3 separate regions of the Sus scrofa genome follow, and all the other regions are linked to region 3. Evidence: chromatin contacts called from public HiChIP or PLAC-seq data. All regions are on one chromosome and are shown on one strand. Each heading gives the region's core, a stretch centred on a gene start, on an enhancer-like site or on the middle of the called end of the contact. The rest is flanking DNA. Distances are from core to core; before and after follow the strand shown.

Region 1 (2,700 bases), core at 18-2,517, 230 kb before region 3:
TCAAACTTGGGTTAAATCTTGGCCTCTCCTCTGAATTGCTGGAAGAAAGCTCCTCCCTCTTTCCTCCCCTCAGCTTCCTCACCTGCAAAATCAGATCAGAGTCCTAGCCTGCATCATGGGGTAACTGCAAGACCAAACTGTACTGTGTGGTCCTCATGGGATAACACCCAGAACCTTCTGCCTCTCCTCAAAGCTGGGAGAAGAGGCCATAATGGCCCAGGGACATTTCCAGGGATAAAGCAGCCCTGACGAAGATGAGGCTGGCCTCCATGGGGGTTGGGGGTGGGGCTCCTAGGCCCCTGTAGTCCCTTCTCCTTGGGGGCAAATCAGAAAAGTCCAACAGCAGTCCAGCTGCATGGCTTAGAGGCTGTAGGACCTGCTCAGTTTCTTTATGTGTAAAATGGAGCCAGCAGTTCCTGGAGCTGATGGGAGGGTTAAACAGGAAATGTGTGGATGGTGCCAGCTCAGCACCTGGTGCCTGCTCAGCCCTCCGTCCACCGCGGCTCTTTGTTCAGGAACCAAACAGAAAACAGGACTGGCTTTCTGTTTACAGGTTTTCTGGTTGCCAGCACCCTGCCTTTCCTACAAGATTCCTCCACCTGGAGAGAAGATCTGTTGTCAAGTGGAAACAAACCTGGGTAGAAAAGCGCACTCAGCCCTTCTCACAAGCTTCTGCATCCATCCAAATGGCATTGACCGCCAAGGCTGGGCCTCCTCGGGCAGGTCGCTGGGACCTGAAAGTACTGGTGCTGTCCCTGCCATCAGGGAACAAGTCTAGAGGGACCTGACCGAAGGAGTGGAGGCCCCTCTCGCAGATTCCATGGCAGCAGAGCGGGGGACAATGGACTCCACAGGGGAGGGTCGCGGAGGGCTTCTCAGAGGAGGCGATGTCAGCTTTGGGCTTTGGAAGATGAGCATGATTTTTCCAGGTGGTAGGAGCAGGTGTTCCTGGCAGAGAACCAGTGTGAGCAAATGCCTAGAACTGGCATGGGCGTGACATTGAGCAGCCACAATATGATAAGTATGCAGTGAGCATCTGGTATATTCTGGGACTGTGCCAAGTGCTTATGGCACAAAGGTGAGTAAGGGAGGCAGACTGAGCTGAGCTAAGGACACCCTGGAATGTCAGGGCTGGGGTTGTTCTCTAAGGAGTCAGCAGGGCAGATGGGAATAGCCCAGGGTGGGGCCTGGTGGGCGGGCAGAGTGTTTGTTTGACCTGAGCGACTCAGAAGAGAGCACTTTCATTTTCTCTTTCGATTCTTCAGCTCTATCTGGGCCCAGAGGGTGTGTCTGGTTATTGCAGAGCCGCACAGCTGGGGACCAGATCCTCACGGTGAGAGGAGCTGCTTTGTGTTCACCCTCAGCCCAAGGAAGACTCCTGGGTAAGCAGGGGAGGGGAGGACCCCGCCCACCTCCCCATCCTCAGGACCACTTTCTGAGAAAAGCGTGGTTGTCACTGATTTACGGAGGAAGGGAAATCAAAGCTCCGAGAGCTCAGGGAATGGAGCCAAGGCCACACATTGAGCAGTGGCAGAGCCTGGATTTGGAGGCAGGCTTGTCTGACTGCTTCCTCCCACCCCCTGGGCCCCCAGACAGCACAGAGCTCAGGTGTGCCCAGCTCCAGATCTGAACTCCTGAGACGTGAGTGGTGACCCCAGGAGTCTGGTGGATGTGGGGGTGCTCAGCCCTCTGGGAAATTTGGTGGAAGCAGAGGGGGTGGAGGAGGGTGGGGGTTAGAGCCTCTCCTCCTTGTGTCCTGGCTTCCTGGAGGCTGCCCCCCAGGTGTGGTGCTGAGGCTGATGGTGATGGGGATTTCTTCTGAGATACAAGGAATCAAGGTTTGTTGACCCACCCTGAGGGTCTGCTCTGGGTGAGGCCCTGGGGATAAACTGAGCCCTGAGAGGGGAGGGACAGCAGTCCAAGCAGGGAGATGCAGGGCTTTGCCTTCCTGCCCTTGCTTCAGCCTCAGCTCAGGATGTGGTAGTGGGAGATGTAAGAGGTGGTCCTGTGTGTCCAGAATCAGAAAGACGGCCCGGAGGGTGGACGTGAGAAGGGATCACGGCAGAATATCCCCAGCAGGATCTCTGGGGGGGGGGGGGTTTGTTTTTTGTGGTTTTGTCTGTTTGTTTGTCTTTGCCTGCTCCACAAAGGAATTCCCTGGTTTTTTTTAAGGTAAAAATCCAAACTATAGGAGTTGCCACTGTAGCTCATTGGTAATGAACCCAACTAGTATCCATCAGGATGTGGGTTCGATCGCTGGCCTTGCTCAATGGCTTAATGATCCGGCATTGCTGAGAGCTGTGGTGTTGGTCACAGACTCGGCTTTGATCCCGAGTGGCTGTGGTGTAGGCTGGCGGCTGCAGCTCTGATTTGACTCCTAGCCTGGGAACTTCCATATGCCATAGGTGTCACCATAAAAAGCAATTTTTAAAAAAAGCCAAACTATAGACTCGGGAGTATAACAGGATGAGCGTGATCTTAGATCTATGTGTTTATCCAGACAGAGGCAAACTTTGGGGTTGTTAAATTCTCTTATCCCCCCCACAAAAAAAAACCCAGTGTCAAAAGGCCTGGTATTGCCCTCAGCTCTGCCCACCAAGGGCTGTGTGAACCTGGGCAAGTTGTTTTTCCAGAAATTGTTTGTTCAGCTCTCTTACCCTTTCTTAAAAAACTGACCTCAGTCCTTTCACATGGAATCTA
Region 2 (2,700 bases), core at 138-2,637, 160 kb before region 3:
AGGTTCAGGTCGGTATTGATCTGGTCGATCTGCGAAAAGAAGGGCTGGTGACCTCGAGGACGGGCCCCAGGCTGGGGCAGTGGGACCCTGCAGGGCCCCCGATCACCAGGAAGGGCCCAGAAACTCCGAGAGAGAGCGCCAAGGAGACACAGGTGCCAGGACATTCTCCCTGAGCATCAGGAGGCATCCGCCACGGGCAAAGCCCTGGCCACCCACCTGCAGGTTCGCCTTCTTCAGCCTGTCGTTCACCAGCTCCGTGTTGCCCTGCTCCTCCTCCAGCTCCTCCTCCAGCTGCGCAATGCGGGCCTCCAGGCGCCGTTTCTCCTCCAACGCCAGCGCCCTGAGGTGGGCATGGGAGAAGTGAGAAGGGCCGAACCACAGGGGGTACCCCCCGCGCCCGCCTCCTCACCCCGCAGAACAGGCTGTGCCGGCCCTGCTCACCCTTTGCCGCTGCTGTTGGCAATCTCGTCCGCCAGCTCGTCCCGCTCCTGCTGGGCCTGGCGCTTCGCACGCTCGGCGGCGGCCAGCTCCTGCCGCGGGAACCCAGACCGTGACCTGCTGCGGCCTCGTGCAGCCCCGACAGCCCACCTCCTCCGTCCCCTGTCCTCTGAGCCCCCGGCCCCTCCCCTCGAAGCCCTTCCCAGGCTTGCCTCCTCCACGAAGCCCATTCTCATGAGCCCCTCTGAGGTCAAAGCTTAGGCACCAGATGTTTACATAACCCCCCTATCTCGGGGCTAAAAACTAAGCCAGGTGCTGGGGATGTTGCAAAAAATAAGGAATCATCCCGGCCGAACAGGATGCTGGCCCGTCCACATTCCGGGCAGACAGGAAGCCAGGGGGACAGGACAGGACAGAGACGTAAGCTAAGGCCAGAGAGCCAGGGCTCTGAAAGCCGGCTGGGGAGAAGGGGTTCACCCTGACCTTGAGGAGGCCTTGCCAGAGACCCACACGTGCAGAGGACACAGCCGGTCATGTCAGCCCAGATGCCTGGCCCAGCTGGGGGCCGAACCCAGCAGCCAGTGACCTCACCGCCCAGAGCCCAGGCAAGGCCTTCGCAATCTGCCTCGTGTGGGGGACGAGGTCGCCAGGGGGACACTCGGTGGGGTAAGCCTCCGGGAGGGAGCCTTCCTCGCCAGGCGCCAGCCAAGTCACGGCAGGCGGTGGTGATTAGCACAGAGCCTCATTTCACGCGAGGGAGCCTGTCCCAAGTGGTGACAGTTTAATTCACACGCAGGTTTTAATCACACCAGGGAGCCCTGCTCCTTAATGAAGCCCCGCAGGGCACTGGTTCACAAAGAAGCACCACCCCATTCCTGGAGCCTGGCCCGGCGGCCCAGGCAGGAAGGGGGAGCCTGAGCTGCCCCCTGCTGGCCAGAGGGCGGTGGCCCTGATGGTCCTGCTCCCGCAGGGCCCAGCTCACCTCCTGCAGCTGGATCATCTCGGCCTCCATGCTTTCAGCTTCTTCTCGTTCTCCTTGGCCTGTGCCAGGATCTCCTCGCGGGAGGCACGCGTGTCCTCCAGCTCCCGCATGTAGTCCTTCATCTGAGCCTGGGGGCAGGACAAGAGGCTTAGCACCCCCCCCCCACAGGGACACCCCGCCAACGGGGACTGGTGGCTGGTTCTCAGCCTGCCACCATATTCGACCTACTTAATTATAAAAAGGCAAAATGGTAAAGACACAGTGTCTCTTTAGCGTTTTTTGCCCTTCTGACCATTAGGATTTACAAAGCACTCTTAGGGGCAGCGTTGGTCCAGCTGCATTTTTGCTTTTTGTTTTCTCTTTAGGGCTGCACCTGCGGCAGTGGAAGTTCCCAGCCTAGGGGTTGAATTGGAGCTCCAGCTGCCGGTCTACACCACAGCCGCAGCCACATGGGATCTGAGCCACATCTGTGACCTACATCACAGCTCATGGCAACACCGGATCCTTAACCCATTGCGTGAGGCCAGGGATCAGAACCTGCAACTCATGGATACCAGTTGGGTTTGTAACTCGCTAAGCCACAACAGGAACGCCCCAGCTGCGTTGTTGTTTGCTTTCTACCACTTCCTGTGGACGTGGATCCTGTGCTTTGGCGCCATCCTCTGCACACTCACTGGTCCAGGTCAATGGCCACCTGCCAGGTTAGTCCCACCCCATGGCACGGTCACATGTCCAACAAAGGTTGGGTTCTTTTTAACTTGAAAGATCTTGGGTTCTCTTTAACTTTAAAGATCTTGAGAAAAAGCTTCTTTTTTCCTTTGGCAGATAGAATCCCAAGTGGGATCCCCAGGGGAAAGGGTGTGACCCTTGCTGGGCACAGCCAGGTGGTACCAGGTAGAACTGCCACCAGCACTGAGAGCATCTATGCCCTGCGACCTCACCACTGCCAGATGCGTAAGTCTGCTCTTGTTGTTGCTGGTTTGCTGGGTACGAGGTGGCATCTCAGAACTGCTTTTTGAAACGTATCACTGGTTAATTATTGATGAGGCCAAGTATATGTTCTGTGTTCCAGGCTGCTTCTCTGAACCATCAGCTCAGAACTTTCATCGTCCATTAAGGCTGGACCAGGTCACTATCTGGGTCAGGTGTGGTTTATCTGGAAATCTGCCACTAGGTGACTCAGTGACTATAACGTCACTTCATTTCTAGGTTAATACTTGTTTTCTTTGTTAATGTGCTCAAAGTCAATCTTTGTGCAAGGGTGCTTCTATTTTGTCTCC
Region 3 (2,744 bases), core at 68-2,567:
GCGGCTTGAATCCAGTGTTGCTGTGGCTGTGGTGTAGACCGGCAGCTACAGTTCCAATTAGACCCCTTGCCTGGGAGCTTCCATATGCTGTGGATGCGGCCCTAAAAAGACAAAAGACAGAAAAAGAAAAAAGTATATATATATATATATAACTGAGTCACTTTGCTGTACAGCAGAAATTGGCACAACATTGTAAATCAAATATACTTTAATAAAATCGGTTCACATGTTAAAACATGCATGTATTTTGAAAGTGAACACTGTACTATTATTCTCTATGCCCTTGTATGTGTGAACATTTTCATACTAAAAATATTAAAGGACTATGTCACCACCAGCTATATATAGAAAGCCAAGTGCCAAAGTCATTCTAAACTCCCAATGGAAACTCTTAAATCATCTCACACACACACACACACACACACACAACTCATGTGTTTTTAATTTTAAATTTACCTAGCTCCTATCTCTTGCCCAAGGCTCCCAGTCTGGGATCTATCTTTCCTTTGCTTTAAAAAAAAAAAAAAAAAAAAAATTGCTTAAGGATGTGTTAAAGAAATCCAGCAAAAGACATTCTCCCTAATGCTAACCAGGATTTACTGCAACGCAGAAAAATAAGCACATCGCTGCTTTTAAAAACTGTACCCATGCCCCCCTAACATTGACAAACAAGACCGGGGACCAAGGCTGAACTCAGACACCAAGGATTCGGGTTACTTCCTACCCCTGGGCGGATCCAGTAAGCAATATAGCAATATTCTGACTCAAGTCCTGTGATTCTTGAGTGATTGCTCTTACTAAGCCATACCATGCAAGTTAGTGGAAGCAATTAACTTTTTTTTTTTTTTTTTTTTTAACTGAGCTCGATGCCAGGCACTTAGCAGGCGCCCGACGGGTTGGGCCATCCTTGAAAGGAGGCTGACTTTCCTCCCACTCTACTCCTGGCTTTCCGGAAGCCCAGCACTACCCTCTTCTCTAACTTTCGGCCAAACCCACCCCTGCCTGCTCGCTCGGCGAGTTCCAGGACCCGCAGGTGCGCAGACCCGGGCTGGGCCGGGCACGGTCCGAGTCCTGAGTGCCCTAATGTGAGCCGATGCCCCAGGGCAGCCTCTCCAGACGGAGAGGCAAAGCGAGGCGGGGCGGCGCTTCCCGGCAGGAAGGCGCTGGGGGGCGCGGCCTTGGAAGGATGCCCGGGGCGGGCGGGCGGGCTGCGCCGCCGCCGGGGGAACCGAACCGACGGACGCAGGTGACGACAACCGCTCTCCCAGGGCGCTGGGGCCGCGCTCACCTTATATGGGCAGGCGCGGCGCGGGCGGGGCGGGGCGTCCCACCCGGCCGACCCCGCCCCGAAGCCCGACGGAACCTCTGCCAGAACACTTTCCGCAAGGGCGCGCCCCTGCAGTGGTGCCCCCAAGTGCCCCGGGGCTCCCCCGGCCCCGGTCTCCGGGCTGAGACCCGCGCCAGCCCCGTCTTACCTGGGCTGAACTTGATTGACTCCCGTTGCGATTGTGGGCAGGTTTCTTCCCCTTAAAGGTCACAGATCCTCACTGGAGCACCTGGGGGCAACGAGGGAACCTTTAGTGAGCTCACCTTGGAGCAGCACTCACTCACCGAGCGGCACGGCTACCCCGAGTGGGCACTTTTTCTTAACTGGCACTGGGGAAGTCTCTGTAACCCCAGGCTCAGCCCTGGGCCTGGCTAAACATCAGCCATGGATCCACTGGAAGAGTTCAGTTGACTGAACCCTTCTTGGTGGGACAAGACTAAACCTAAGAGAAAGCGTCCAGCGTGAGTCAGGGCGCTGGTCACCTGGCCTGCTGTTTTCTCCCTCCAAATTCTTCTTACAACCTCGACCCTTTTCAGTTGCTCTGTCCTTTGCTCTTCTGTGACCTCCAGTCCACTCATTAAAGCCCTTCACAGCCTCTCAGGCGCCCACAGGCTTTGCTGACTGTGTATTGACTTTTATTTTGAGGGAGGTGAACCTGGGCATTTGGAAGTTCCCGGGCTAGAGATTGAATCCTTAACCCACTGAGCAGGGCCCAGGATCAAACCTGCATCCTCATGGATACTAGTTGGGTTTTTAACCTGCTGAGCCACAACTGGAACGCCGGTATACTGATTATTTTAAGCTGGCTATTTTTTTTTTTTTTTTTTTTTTTTTTTTAGAAGAGCAGATGTGAGAGAAACTATGAAAACTGAGCATAAGTTACCTTTTTGTAAGAAACATTTACATTTATAAGGGAAATTTCTATTTGTAAGTGTGCCTCCCTCTCTGTGGGAGGGAGAGTAGGATGGCTCTAAATTTTAGAAACTCTTCTCCAGGAGAAGATAAGGGTTTAAATCTGCATAAGAACCTCGCTCTCTTTTACTGTGCTTTGCCTGGGAACCTCCCATAACTGACTTCCCACCCCCAGCATCTTTTGTGTTTAAGGTGATGGCTTTGGCCATTCGGATAGCTACTCTGTTTCCTGGGTCTCTCCCATGCACACAGAAGCTATATACGTGTTAGTAAACCTGGGTTTGTCTTTCTCCTATTAATCTATCTTATATCAATATACCAGCCAAAGAACCTAGAAGGAAAGAAGTGGAAAACTATCCGCCTCTCCAGTGTTGACCCTCTCAGCTCAGTACACGGACCACTGACCCTGCTGTTCCCTGGAGGCATCATGCTGTTCCATGCTTCCCTCCTAGAAAGTCCTTCCCTTGCACACACTCAGATATACATTCATCCTTCAAGAAGGTAC

What was found. HiChIP or PLAC-seq counts read pairs in DNA pulled down with a chosen protein or histone mark.
Region 1: an H3K27ac HiChIP or PLAC-seq map of alveolar macrophages shows a contact between it and region 3. The contact joins two enhancer-like sites. A contact is called at or near these places in 1 of 47 Hi-C or Micro-C datasets (heart right ventricle) and 1 of 2 datasets of contacts at active chromatin or transcription factors (alveolar macrophages).
Region 2: a contact with region 3 is called in an H3K27ac HiChIP or PLAC-seq map of alveolar macrophages. The contact joins two enhancer-like sites. A contact is called at or near these places in 2 of 2 datasets of contacts at active chromatin or transcription factors (alveolar macrophages and skeletal muscle).

Annotation. Positions count from the first base shown.
Region 1 is chr5:11,521,913-11,524,612 of Sscrofa11.1, reverse strand. It overlaps LOC106510284 (apolipoprotein L3-like), which reads left to right. Exons shown (of 8, transcript XR_002343910.1): 5 at 554-1,382. Among named protein-coding and RNA genes, the nearest start is that of MYH9, 160 kb to the right of the region's middle. Within about 2 kb of position 1,267, at least 33 of the 83 cell types and tissues checked have an H3K27ac peak or open chromatin away from gene starts, as enhancers often do. A contact at or near this core is called in alveolar macrophages, where this site is marked.
Region 2 is chr5:11,450,073-11,452,772 of Sscrofa11.1, reverse strand. MYH9 (myosin-9) reads right to left here. Exons shown (of 45, transcript XM_021091538.1): 38 at 1,455-1,548; 39 at 1,421-1,452; 40 at 442-530; 41 at 217-340; 42 at 1-29. Among named protein-coding and RNA genes, the nearest start is that of MYH9, 86 kb to the right of the region's middle. Within about 2 kb of position 1,387, at least 9 of the 83 cell types and tissues checked have an H3K27ac peak or open chromatin away from gene starts, as enhancers often do. A contact at or near this core is called in alveolar macrophages, where this site is marked.
Region 3 is chr5:11,287,479-11,290,222 of Sscrofa11.1, reverse strand. It overlaps a transcript of TXN2 not described here. Among named protein-coding and RNA genes, the nearest start is that of TXN2, 24 kb to the right of the region's middle. Within about 2 kb of position 1,317, at least 62 of the 83 cell types and tissues checked have an H3K27ac peak or open chromatin away from gene starts, as enhancers often do. A contact at or near this core is called in alveolar macrophages, where this site is marked.